Regions from separate parts of the Mus musculus genome. Here region 1 is linked to region 2. The links are chromatin contacts, called in public Hi-C maps. All regions are on one chromosome and are shown on one strand. Each heading gives the region's core, a stretch centred on a gene start, on an enhancer-like site or on the middle of the called end of the contact. The rest is flanking DNA. Distances are from core to core; before and after follow the strand shown. Region 1 has its middle 47 kb from the start of Hspa4. Region 2 overlaps Fstl4 (follistatin-like 4).

Region 1 (6,468 bases), core at 2,693-5,192, 180 kb before region 2:
ATATTGGTGTGCCTCCTAGGGGGTTCTAAATTCCGTTAGGTTGATAATCAAGAGTAGCTTTCACAGGAGGTTTTATAGTATCTGAAACATCAAGAGGCCCATGCAGTGGTCTGGAAAGGCCCTTGCTTGAGTGATGGGCCTTGCCTCTGTGCCTGGTCTCTCAATGAAGCAGCGACTGGAGTCCAGGTGCCTCTCCGTGACTAAAGAGATGCGGTATTTTCAATGGCGACAAGAATAGCCACCAGTGCTCTGGGACTCACTCCACAACTCCCCTTTCTGGATGGGGAAAGGGTCAAAGCTGGTGCTCGTTATAAGCTCAGTAGCATAGCTGACTTCTGGAGAGCCACGTGTCTGCCATAGTGGATGAGGACTTTCAAAAAGCCACCCTCAACATGGTGTTACCATAGTCGCTTCAAATCTGTGGGGAAACCCACCTAAGACCCTTCGAACCTGTGGTGGTGCTAAATCCTATGTATATTAGATTTTCTCCTATACGTACCTTTGATAAAATTCAGTGCATAAGTTAGGGAGGGTAAATCAGATGTGATTTCACATGCCTATAGTCTCAGCTATAGGCAGACTGAAGGGCAGGGGATCAGGCATTCAAGGTCACGGTAGTTCCTTAGTAAGTTCTAGGCCAGCCTGGAATCTATACGGCTTTATTTCAGGGGGAAAGAAAGGGCGGTAAGAGATGAACAGTACTGAGAGAATGTTGAGATGTTCTGTCTTGTATATAATAGACACTATAGGCTGTACTATATAGTGTACTAGTATGCTGTATATTAGTGGAGTACAGAGCACACAAGGCTGGGCAAAGGGATGGGTGGTATCCTAGGAAGAATTGAGCCATATAACATGAGGTTTCTGCACACTATTGAGGGTAGTATGTAATTTAAAATTCACGAGTTATTTCTGGAAATTTCCACTTAATGCCTTCAGATCATGGCTAACTGTAGGGAACTAAAACAGGAAGTCAAGGCCGTGGATGAAGGGGCCTACTGGTTTTGAAGTAGCTCTCATTTCTTTTGTAAAGCTTTATTCCATCTATTTATTTTGTGTGTGCACTGCACACTTGTGAGGGCCAGATACACGTTTTAGGAGTCAGTTCTCTCCTTCCACCATGTAAGGTGTAGAAATTGAACCCAGGTCCTCAGATTTGGGGCAGGTCCGCTCGTCATCTCACCAAACCCAGTTCTCATTTCTTAAGTTTCTTCTCCAGCCAGCTCTGGTCTTCTGCGAGCTGCAATGCCAATGCTGCCACATGGGGGCGCCATCGTTCTTTCTTTGTTATGGTAGGTTGTTGCCAAGCAGGTCAGAATCAGCACACCATTCAGACTTCAGGTTTGGAGAAATTTGGAGAAGAGAAGGTGGCTCCTCCATCTTTGGGTTAGTGAAGTAAAGCCAAATCAGTCTGGTTCCACACAACAGCTAGACGTGAGAGTGTTAGTCACTAATCTGTTGTGTTGTGATGTTTCATCCTCACCGTCAACCTGACGGCTTAGAATCACCTAGGAGACACACCTCAGAGTGCCTGTGAAATTGTTATCAGAGATGTTCACCTAGAGAAGGAAGAGCTCCCCTAAATGTGGGTGGCACCACCCCATGGGTCTGGAGTGAATTAAAAAACCAGCAAGTTGAAGGCTGGAGAGATGGCTCAGCAGTTAAGAGCCCTGGCTGTTCTTTCCTGAGGATCTGGGTTCCAGTCCTAGCTCCCACACAGTGGCTCACAGCCATCTGTAGTTCCAGTTTCAAGGGATCCAGTGCCCTCTTCTGGCCTCTGTGGGCACTGCACACATGTCATGTAGACATAGACAGGCAAAAACACCCACATACATAAAAATAATAAAGACATGTTAAAAAAATGGAAAAATGCAGATCGTGGAGACTGGGGAGTGTGGTTCAGTTGGTTAAAATGCTCGCTGTGCAAGGACGAGGAGCTGAGTTCAATCTGCAGAACCTGTGTAAAAAGCCAGATGTGGCGGTGAACACCTATATCTTAGTGCTGTGGTGGCAGAGGCAGCAGATCCTGGGGCTTGTTGCCCAGCAGCCTAGCCCATTTGCCACGCCCTGGGCCTCAGAGAGAGAATGTGAGTTGAAAACCAAGGAGGATACCTCCTCAGGAAAAAATAGTACCCAAGGTTGACCTGTGGCTTCCACGTATGCATGCAATTCCCCACCAGGATGGGCAGCGCCCTTAACCAAACCAACCCTTCCTTCCAGAAGTTGCTTCTGTCAAGTACTTGGATGCAAGTAACTAAGACACACCTAGAGATCTGACCACTAAAGTGTGGTGTTACTGGGTAATAACGAAGACTCTTGCACTGATGTTAACCTGGGGTAGACACTAGGGTAAACACTGAAGAGTCATGGGATAGACAGACACTGGGGTGGACAGACACTGGAGTGGGTAGACAGACACTGGGGTGGGTGGACAGACACTGGGGTGGGTAGACAGACACTAGGGTGGACAGACACTGGTGTGGACAGACACTGGGGTAGTCAGACACTGGGATAGACAGACACTGGGGTGGACAGACACTGGGGTGGGTAGACAGACACTAGGGTGGACAGACACTGGGGTGGACAGACACTGGAGTGGGTAGACAGACACTGGGGTGGGTAGACAGACACTGGGGTGGACAGACACTAGGGTGGGTAGACAGACACTGGGATAGACAGACACTGGGGTAGACAGACACTGGAGTGGGTAGACAGACAGCAAGCAGCATATACAGACACCAATATACCAGGGTTGACAGAGACTGGCATAGACATTTATGCTACCTGGAATCAGCCTGAAACCCTCCCCTGTCTCAGCAGGTCCCAGGCAGTCCCGAGCTTCCACAGCTTCAGGAGAACCTTCCTTCCTGTCTCTAGCAAGCCAGGGTAAGTCCTGAGAGGGCCCAGCAACTGCAGAACCCTCCCCCTGGGAGAAGTGGCTGTTAGCCTCTGGGCTGGAGTTGAGCTACTTTCTGTTCCTTCTGTGACACAGGACTCTATCCCAGGGCTTCACGTGCACTAGCTAAGAACCTTTACCAACTGAGGTACAGGCTAGCCATTTTATTTATTTTGAGACTGGGTCTCATGTAACCCAGGCTGGCTTCAAACTTGAACTCAGATCCACTAGAGGACTTTGAACTCAATCTGCCTCTATGTCCTAAGTGTTGGGATCCTAGTTATGCACTACTCTGCCCAGTTTATGTTGTGCTGGGGACTGAACCCACGGCTTCATCATTGCTGGGTTAGCAGCCCTACCACCTGAACTACCTTTGCCGCCCCAGTTGTCCTTTCTAACCGAGCCTGTCGTCTCCAGCGTTCTGACTCAGGTACATACATAGTAAGCCATCCCTCCCTCAAACTAGAGAATGGCTCTCTGGCATGAGGGATCCTGGCTGCTCAGGGGCTGTTCCTGGGTCAGCTGGCCACGCCACACCATTTCCATTAGTTCAGATCCAGCTTCAGCCTGCTCTATACAGCTTTCACAGATGCTTTCGAAAGGAGCCCTAAATCAGAGCCAACTCATCAAGTGGCTCTGACTATTAACAAAATTGCTTCCTGCTAATTTGAGTTTACAAAATAAATGGCTCCTGACAATCTGGCAGGGCTGCGTGGCGGGCACCCCACCCACCATGTGCTTTGGGTACAGGACAGGGCATCCACAGGGGAACAGGGGAGCTCTGGCCCAAATGCCATGGCAACCGTCAGAGAGGACTTGGGGCTATCACAGATAGATAGGCTGAATTATTTGCTGGGTTTGTTCATCACTCCGAGGAGTCTGGGATGCTGCACTGGCCTAGCAACATGGTTACTACAGGGCCTGCAGCTGCTATTATGCAGCTCTTTGTCTAGCTGGGCCTGCAAATAAGTGGATAATGAACAGTCATCAGGCAGAGAGGGACAGTGCGGCCCAGACAGCTGAGCCTGGAGCTGAGAGAGGCACAATGGAAAGAGAGGGCTGGGGGACAGCTTGACCCCAGGCATGCAGGGAGCAAGGGGCAGCACTGTGGGGTAGAAAAGAATCCAGGGCAGAGGTCAGTCAGGTCAGATACTGGCAAGAGCTTGAAGTTCAGAGCCATAAAAACCTTGTCCAGTGGGAAGATGGCTTAGGTGGTAAAGTGCTTGTCACATACGCATGAAGACCAGAGTTCAATCCCCACCCAGCATCTATTTTAAAAACTGCCTGTCTTGGTGATATATGCTCCTAATCCCGGTGCTGAGAAGGTGGAGATATTCATCCCCTGGGCCTTGATGGCTGAATCAGTTGTGCTCCAGGCATGATTCTCCAAAACAAGTGGGTGCCTCCTGTGGTAGCCCCCCAAAGGGGTAGCATTATTAGGAGGTGTGGCCTTGTTGGAGTAGGTGTGGCCTTGTTGGAGGAAGTGTGTCACTGTAGGAGGCGGGCTTTGAAGTCTTATATAAGTTCAAGTCTCATGCAGTGAGACAGTCTCCTTTTGCTGTCTGGCCCCAGCTCCATGTCTACCTGCACACCACCATGCTTCCTGTTACAATGGACTAAGCCTCTGAAACTGTAAGCCAGTCCCAGTTAAAGGTTGTCCTTTATAAGAGTTGCCACGATCATGGCGTCTCTTCACAGCAATGAAACCCCAACTGAGACACCTCCTGAGGGAGGGAGGCCACCTGAGGGTGACCTCTGACCTCCACGTGCCCTCTCTACCCAGTCTGAGACAGGGTCATCCCCACTGTTCACTCCAGTGCAAGCATTACCTGGCCCTTGCGTTTCCATCTTGCCACAGGAATGCTGGGAGGAGAGAGGACCATGTCCAGCTTTTCTGTGGGGTCTGGGGATCTGAACTCATGCCTTTATACGTGCACGGTAAGCCCTTTGCGCACGGAGCCACCTCTCTAGCCTTTATAGTTTGCTTCTACAAAGTCTCATATAGCCAAGGCTGTCCTTGAACTCTTGATATTCCTGCCTCAGCCTCCCCAGTGCTGTGATACCTGAATTTGGGTTCTGGAAGGCTGGCGAGGGGGTGGCAGTCTGATGGCATGTGGTGGTCTGATGGCATGTGCCACACAAAGTATAAAGTGTAAAGGCAGCAACTGGTGACTCCCTTTTCCTCCATGCCAGGACTGGGGTCTTTAGAATGATCCCGAGTGGCCCGTCCTCTGATGCACCTTGAACCAGGGACTGGAAGTGTGTTTTTCTGCATGGTGCGATGGGTAATTACCAGCACACCAACACTGAAACGCAGCCTTGGCTCGAGGAACGAACACAAAATGGCAAGAGCAGAGTTTCCGTCGTAGACCTCCCGCACTTAACATTTATGAGTGCCCATAAAAGGCAAGGTTGGAATTGTATCTGCAGTTCCCAAGCACACGCCATCATTTTACACACTCTAACATCTGTTTTAAGATCACAGCAGAGAGTGTTGGGTAATTGGCTTCCTTTTGTCCTGGGCCCATCGGTTAGGCCCCATCAACTCGATTATAAATTCTCAGGGATTTACCAGTAAACAGCATTTGGGGAGCCCGATACTGTCATTCTGCAGCTCGGGTTCGCAAAGAGGCTAAGAGTGGGTTTATTGGTGCTTCCCTGCGCAGCCGCAGGGCCACAGCTGCAGCCTGAGACACAGGCTCTGCTGGGAAGCCCCAGACCCAGGGTGAGGTGGTAGCAAAAAAGAAAAGCTTCTGTGTTCTGTGCCTCAGTTTCCTCCTGTGTAAAATGCAGCTGGTGATGGTTGTCCTAATTCCCTAGGGGCAACTTGAAGCCAGGGCACAGAGCATGTTTAGCATTGTCTGGCTATCATGGAGAGACTCCTACAGGGGGACACTGCTCCTAGGGAAGCAAAGAGACAAAGACAAGCTCTTCAGATGGCCGTTCATAGGGGCACAGGGCAGGGGTCCTAGAGGCATAGATGGCTGACCGAAGGTTCCAAAGGTCTCCTTCCTGGAGGCAGCTGTGAGGGCGGGCCACACTGTGAGATAAGATGCAGAGATCCATAGCAAGGCCTAGTAAAGGCGGGGAGCCGGGATGGGGGTTGGTGGGGGGTGTGTGTGGCCATGACAGGCATTTCTCCTGGACTGGGGCGCTGGCATCCTTCTTGTGTTCATGAGCTGGGTAGTCCCAGTAGAAGGGGATAGCAGGAACCCAACAGGTCTTCCGGCCCAGGCTCTGGAAGAAGGAACAATGTTCTGAGCTTTCTCTTTGGGTCTAGTGACCTTAGTTCAGCCCGTCTGGTTTCTTGCTGGCCAGGGCCAGCTTTCCTCATAGGGTCTGGAAGTTCCAGCCTGGCCCCTCTGGGAGGGCTTTTCTAGAGAGGGGTAATGAATGGGTTCCCAGAGAGCAGACAGACTGCAGTAAGATAGTCCCTGGGGCCCAGCCCTGGAGTCTGACACAAATTTTCCAGACCTAAGCGTCCCAGCTTGGAGCCATAGGTGATAACCAAGTCTAGCGAAAACTAACCCAGGCAGGCAGCGGCTGTCAGGCAGAGCTCTGCACCTGGCACT
Region 2 (7,125 bases), core at 2,889-5,388:
CTGTTCAGTGAACCGTCCATGTCCTGCTCCTTTAGCACATACTGTGAGGCGAGAAGAGACAAAGCCAGAGTCACCAGTGAGCTCGGGATCATGAATGTTGCTGGGAAATGCCCCAGATCTAGCGGGGACTCAGGGTGTGGGAGCGGATGGATGAAGCTGAGCGAATGTGTTCTGTTGACACGGGCATTGGCACATCAATGCCTCAGACCCATGGGAATAGCAGAGCCCTTCCTAGGTAAGGTTCATGGATATAGCAAAGCCTCCCCTGGGTCTGTGTGCAGATGCTGACAGTGTATGGACAATATAGGCCCAGCCTCCTTTTCCTGGAGGGCTGCAGCCTGAACTGTTCCCCTACAGAAACCCCCATCCCGACTAGCCGTATAGGATGGACTTGCCTTCTCAGTTCAGATGTACAAAATAAGCTGGGTTTCTAGGCTGCTCCTGGTGCATCTTCATGAGAGTGAATTACCCAGCCAACCCCAGCCTTTTTGTGTATCTATATGCCTGGCCTTTCTTCCTTCCCTCAATGCCCTACTCAGGGCAATCCTAAAGCCTTGCAGGTTGAGGCATTGGGGAGTACTTAATCTCTGGTCTTGTCTGGTTTGAATCCCTCATTTTATAGATAAGGAAACAGAGGCTCAGAGAGGGAAGGAAGGGCCTGTGGTCGGTCTGTGGTCTCCCTGACTGTCAGACAGACCCAGGCTATCTAAGTGAGGAAAAATCTTTGGGGCTTATTATTATTATATATTTTCTTTATTTACATTTCAAATGTTATCCCCTCTCCTAGTTTCCCCTCTGAAAATCCCCTACCCCCTCCCCCTCCCCCTGCTCCCCAACCCACCCACTCCTATCCCTGGTCCTGGCATTCCCTTGGGGCTTCTTGTCTATCACTTCTGCTAATGGAGGGCCTGATCATGAGAAACCAGCTAACAGCTGAATCAGGGAGGGAACCCAGGTCACTATTTGTGATGCTTAATTTCCATTGTCAACTTGACCAGAGTTGGAATTACCTCAAACACGCCAGAGAGCTTTAACTGAGGAAAGAAGACCCACCCTAAACATGGGCTGGGTACTCAGACCGAATAATAGGGAGAAAGAAACTGCAGAACTGCGAAACCTGCCAAACACTGGCACTCATCTGCCTCTGCTTTCTAGTGGATGGCGCGGGGTGACCAGCGGCCTCATGCTTGTGTGACCACATTTTCTCACCACGATAGACTGTGTTCCCTCAAACGGCAAGCCAGAAACAAACTCTTCTCTCTTAAGTGGCTTCTTGATAGGTTCAGATCATAGCGATGAGAAAAAGAACACACCACACATCCCATCTCTGTATTCACTCCCGTCAACCACACACCAACCCTCACCACTGTTAGAGAGTTGACTCTCCACAGCACACGTCCAGAAAGCAGCTGCTGACCAGATCTGTCTCATGTTTCTGTTGCTGTGATAAAAGACCCCAACAAAAGCAACTTAAAGGGAGAAGGGGTTTTTACAGTTCTGGGGACAGAGTGCCATCGAATCATGGAAGACATGGCAGTGGCAGAGAGGGAGTGGTGGCAGAGCTATCAGGTGGCAGAGCAGGATGCTGGCTGTCAGGTTACATCTCCACTCAGGAAACACAGGCTGAAGGGAAGATGGGGTCAGGCTACAAGCCTAAGCCCACTCCCAGGCCCACTTCCTCCACCAAGACTCCATTTCCTTAAGATCCAACAATCTTCCCAAACAGTACCATTAGCTGGGAGCATGCATCCAGCCACATGAGAACATGGGGACATTTTATGTTTATGTCACAGGAAAACCTGAGCCTCCTCTGCCTATAATTGTCTTTCCAGGGCCACCAATGTCACCCCTCAGTCAGGGTCCTATTTAGGAGCTATTGGTGGATTCCTGTGGATTCCTCTGTGGTGATGGTTTAACCGAAAACACACAGAGGCTCAAGGGAGATTGCTACAAAGAAAATCAAGAGAGAGGAAATGATTTTATTTTATTTTGGAGGGGTGGAGGTAGAGGCATTTTTTCCTTTGTTTAACATTCCCAGTTTGGTTTGCTATATTAAAGGCAATTTAATGTGATAATGTTAAAAAAATGACCCTTCACCCAGAAGTGAGGGTGTTCGATAAGAAGGAGATCAACCATGACGCCTCGGATCAATCTCTCGAAGACGGAAATTTCCCTTTGTCTATTTCTACATTGGAAATTGATTAACTTTTCATAGGACCAACGAGTTCTTCCCTCCGGTGCCTCTGACTCAGTGTCAAGGCAAGGCCCACATTAGCTGGGTTCTGCTCGGCGGATTTATGAGACAGACTTTAAATATATTAAATTTTAAAGAGGAAATCACAGTCCAATTACCATGCTTGTTAATGGCTTCAAGTGCCTCTGGCTACGTCTCTGCCAGGTTAGAGCAACGAGCCCAAGAAGATCTGTTGGGAGCCACTCGGGCTTGGGAACCAGGTGCTCACAGCTGCCTCTACCCAGGGCAGGCTGATGTCACTTGCCCTGGGCTTCCTGCTCAGGTCGTGGTATGAGGAATAACAGATGGGGTGTGTTCCTGGCAGGCAATCATAATTAGCAAGGCCTCTGGACTTTCTCAGAGCCATTCTTGTCAAATGAGAGCTCCTAGCCATGCCCTTTGGGGTCTCAGCTAGAGCTGAGGGATGACTAGCACTGATAGAGTAGGGGTTTGCTGGCCCGATGACACCATGCCATCTGTGGGCAACAGGCCTAGGATGCTTGGGTTTGTGTGGTGAGTGGGACAGAGACACTGGTTACTCGATACCCTAGAGTCACAGATTCCTCACCTAAAAGCATCTGTAAAATGGGATAGTAGCAGTTCTGACCTTACAAGAGAGGATGCTGAAGGATAAAGGGGGGGGCGACGATGACGACGATGATGATGATGGTGGTGGTGGTGATGTTGCTGCTGCTGCTGCCCATTGATGACCACTGAGAACATCCTATGTGCCAAGTATAATGTTAAACGTGTCACATGTCTTACATGTTTTAGCACCATAAATTCCCATGACGACCCTGAGGCGATGAGGTTCACGGCTGAGAAATCGCAGCTTAGGAGTGAGGGGCCTCCAGAGACTCACTAGCTCATGATTAGCTTTGAACCCTGTATTCTTGGCTGCTGTCCTACAGAAAAGGCTGTATTTGTCCACCCTGGGCATTCTTAGACTAGTGCCTTTGCTGGGTGGACACAGGGCTTCCCACAAGCAAAACAGTCAGGGGGTTGGGTCATTGACATTTGGATGCTAGAGAGAACTGTCACTGGGCAGAGGCCTTGGGGACCCCCAGACTGGAGTGCCAAAGATGCTCGCTGCTGCAAGTACTGTTCTTCTTTGACATTCCTTCTGTAGAAAATGACAGGCTCAAAGCACCAAAGACTAGTTTTCTAAGGAAAACACCAGTGGGCAGCCCCTTTGAGGGAGGCTTTCCCCGAAGCCAAGAAAGCATCAAAACCGCTTGTAAACCTGGGCTGAGGTGGCAGGTGGCAGGAGACAGAATTCTGTGTGTAAGACATTCTCAGAGGCGCTGACAAGCTGTGAGTCCTAGGAAGGGTGGGGGAGAGGGTCCCCTTGGCAACTGGTGACAGAGACAATTATAAACAACCTTTCCCACCACGGAGCTTGTGTGATCCTTCACCATGCACGCACGCAGGATATCTCCTCGGGCTCCACCTGAATGCCACACCCACCTGAGCCAGCTCCAAGCTGCCGAGGTGCCCATTGCCGTCGGCATCCAAGTCCTTAAACAGTGACTCCACCAAGAGGCGCTTCTGGGAGGCGAGGCTTTGCCTGGGGGTTCCTTGTGGGAGCGGCTGTCTGCGGCTCTGGAGTGCCAGGAGGACATTTTTGAGACGAGCATAGCCAGCCATGGTGCACATGTCTCCTGTAAAAGAGAAGACAGCTGTTACGTCAGGTGCACCCTGGGGGCTGGAAAGAATGTTCTGCCCGTCAGTCAGTTTATCTCTCTCAGTTGCAAACAATTGTTGGGACATTTCCAGTGTGCACTAAACAGTGTCACCATCATAGAGCAGGGTTCACGTGTCCATCTGCCCCATCACCCAGCCTACTGATATTTAAGCCAGATATCATATACCAATACTAAATGAACCAGAGGGAGTCTGGAAAATTCTTCCAGTGGAGTCTGCAGCTGTTATCTCATGGTTCGAGGAAAGCCAGCCCCAATTCTACTCTGTCACAGTCTGCCTTTTGTCTTAATCCTATTTTAAAGGCTGCTTTTGAATGCTTGGCCTCATAGATTAGGGAGTTTTAGTTAACAGGGCTAATAATCCCTGCTTACGGTAATTAGGTACACTCCCAGAGCTGGGTTACTTGAAAACAAACATGTGTACACAAGTCCACGACCAAGAGACAAAAGGAAGCTTTAGGAGACTAAACCGAGCACACAGCCCATTAGTCTTAGGCCTTTTATCACGGCTGTGCTCGCTGAACGCGTCGACATTGCATGGTTCTTTGGCAAATGAGGCCTGTGATGCACTGTGACATGGCATGGTTTATCTTGCTGGTGACGGGGCCACCATACAGAGCGCAGCCAGTAAATAGGGGGCCGCAGGGATGTCACAGAGCAGTGCTCCTCCAGCTCTGCCTCCCCATCCAGCCAGGGGATACAAACAGTTCCTGGGCCTGGCTTTGTTGAGACTGGGGAATGCTGATGTGGGCTCCCCCACCCTCCATTCTTTAGAGAAGATCAAGGGGTGCTAGGTCTGGACTGTCTGGGGTTAGGGTCTCTTCCCTTGAATTCTAACGCCAGTTGAAGGTGCCAGGTTAAGCTCTCAGGGCCAGCCGGATAGTGAACAGGTTTGAGTTTGGGAACTCCTGGCTTTGTGAGTCCCAACTCTGCTGTTTCCAGGTTGTGTAACCTGGGAAAGTTTAACACAGGCCTCAGTGATTTCATCTGAGAGATGGGATAATACTGCATCCCACAGCGGGGATATCATGATGGTTAATTAATATGGTCACACACATCTTTACTCTGAGCCAAGGCTCAGTGATTGATAGCTACTCTCCCACTTTCAGTTGTTGGAACCTCAACGGGGAGAGCAGGGATCCACGGGAGAGCAGGGATGCACGTGAAGAGCTGTTTTTCTCTCCTGCCCTCCCTCTCTCATTGGAGAAGCCCAGATACCCTTTCCTGCACTTGTTTGTGTTTCTAGATTTTCTTCCAATTTGGGGTCAATTGATTCTTGTCAGAAACAAACGCCCATTACTATTTCCTTTGTGTGTTTATTTAGAAGAAAAAAATCAATTGCAGTGTTCAATATAATCAAATCTATTTGCTCCCTGGGAGTCACCATGCTTAGGCGGTGGGGCTCCCTCCCATCTCCCCTGACCTGCTCACATCCCTCTTGTGCCTGGCAGGTGATCCATTTTGGAGAGCTCCCAGGACCCATAAGCTGATGTACCCCATTTTTAGATCTTCATAGCTCTGGCCTCCATACTGAGCATGGTCTCATGGCAAAGCCAATATGGCTGGAAGAATGTGTCTGGTGGATGGATCTCTCTCTCTCTCTCTCTCTCTCTCTCTCTCTCTCTCTCTCTCTCTCTTCTCTCTCTCTCTCTCTCTCTCTCTCTCTCTCTCTCTCTCTCTCTCTCAAAAAACTATGTTTTGGGGAAAGAGCATGGTCTTACCTGAGTCAGTCTATCACCTTACCAAAGAGGGTAAAGTCTGGTGCTGGCAAAGGGAGCAGGAATGGGGTGGGCAGAGTGAGAGTAGGAGGGTATCTGCTGGGGTGGGCACTGGTGGAAATGTTCATTCACGTGGATACTGTGCATAAACTGGAGGCACTGTCGTTTCCCTGGGGACAGGCACCTGCACTACAGACTGGGAAGCTGGTGTCTAGAGTGACTAATGTGGTATTAATAGAAGGCTTCCCTCAGATATGCTGGTCAGAGATGAGCATTCTGAGAACCCGTGACACCAGGGCCACCAGAAGGTTAGATAGGGCAGATCAGATGGGGAGTGTGGTCTTAGGTTTACTGGTCCCCCATTCTTCCCACAGGTTCTTGGTGCTGCCTGATGCCCTGTGCAATAGCTAGACAACCTCCCCATGGCTGCTGGGGAGACCATGATGTGGTCCTGCTGAGGTGGGCTTGGTGGGGGCTGTAAGAGAGGGGGCTGTGATAACTTCTCAGGCTCTGCTCTCCTACCAAATCCTGAAGCACTTTAGGCTGTGGATGCAACTTGATTGGTTGAGTGCTTGGCTAGCCTGCAGGGAACTCTGGGTTCAATTGCCCGAACTGCATAAAACTGGGAGTTATGGTCCATGCCTGTTACCCTGAAAATCCTGAGGTGGAGGCAGGGGGATCAGAAGCTCAAGGTCATTTCCAGCTAAAGAGCAAGTTTGAGTCTAGTCTGGGTTATATGAGACCATGTCTCAAAAAAAAAAAATTCTATACTGTTGTTCTGAGGACTCAGAGGTTTTTATCCTGTGTCTAGAAGCCAAGCTGGGGGCCCAGTTGAGTAACCTGAGTCTTTAGGGTCAGTGTCCTGCACTGCCTAGGCTGTGTTGCTCCCATCTGTGTAGCAGTATGTACTGACACTCTATGTGGGCGTTCTAAGGCTTTAAGAGTGCCTTAAGGAGTAGGAGATCCATTAGGGAGGGGGAGTGGAGCAGAGGCTCAGACCCGCTGTGTGTGAGCTATGCTATGGCAGGAGGCAGTGGGGAAGGCATGGTGTACAGTGTATGGTGTACAGTGTACACAGCGAGCATCTGGAGGCCAGTGGAGCTAGAAAGAGTCACTCACGGGTCCATGGACACCATTAAGGCAGGAGAGGGCAGGCGGTCCATCTCAGAAGGACAGAGAGGCCACAGGCTGGTGTGGGAGCCAGACACAGCAACCTGATGTTCCCAACTCTTGTCTGTCTGTCCCTTCCTGAGGATCTGTCCCACCTGTCCACCAGTCCTCTGCAGTGCTAGGGAACTGAACCCAGGGTGTTGTGAGCACTAGGTAAGTATGCGACTATTGAGTTACTCCCTGTTTCTGGCAGAGAGTCTTACATCTCTCTTTGTCACGCAGAGCAGCCATATTTCAAATGAGCGGCATGGAGAAGTCCACCTAGACTCAAACCATTACGTCATCTGCTCAGAGTCAACTG

What was found. Hi-C and Micro-C count contacts between places; a contact is called where the count stands out from the background.
Region 1: a Hi-C map of the N1E-115 cell line shows a contact between it and region 2, with 2.4 times the contacts expected there. The contact joins two enhancer-like sites. A contact is called at or near these places in 1 of 15 datasets of contacts at CTCF or cohesin (large pre-B cells), 50 of 484 Hi-C or Micro-C datasets (B cells, CD4 T cells, CD8 T cells and 24 more), 5 of 115 datasets of contacts at active chromatin or transcription factors (acute myeloid leukemia, embryonic stem cells and epiblast stem cells) and 3 of 9 other capture datasets (embryonic stem cells, liver and pancreatic islet).

The regions. Positions count from the first base shown.
Region 1 is chr11:53,249,920-53,256,387 of GRCm38.p6, reverse strand. No RefSeq gene overlaps it. Among named protein-coding and RNA genes, the nearest start is that of Hspa4, 47 kb to the left of the region's middle. Within about 2 kb of position 3,942, at least 35 of the 459 cell types and tissues checked have an H3K27ac peak or open chromatin away from gene starts, as enhancers often do. A contact at or near this core is called in the N1E-115 cell line, where this site is marked.
Region 2 is chr11:53,065,309-53,072,433 of GRCm38.p6, reverse strand. It overlaps Fstl4 (follistatin-like 4), which reads right to left. Exons shown (of 16, transcript NM_177059.3): 5 at 3,701-3,894; 6 at 1-41. Among named protein-coding and RNA genes, the nearest start is that of Gm11186, 51 kb to the left of the region's middle. Within about 2 kb of position 4,138, at least 8 of the 459 cell types and tissues checked have an H3K27ac peak or open chromatin away from gene starts, as enhancers often do. A contact at or near this core is called in the N1E-115 cell line, where this site is marked.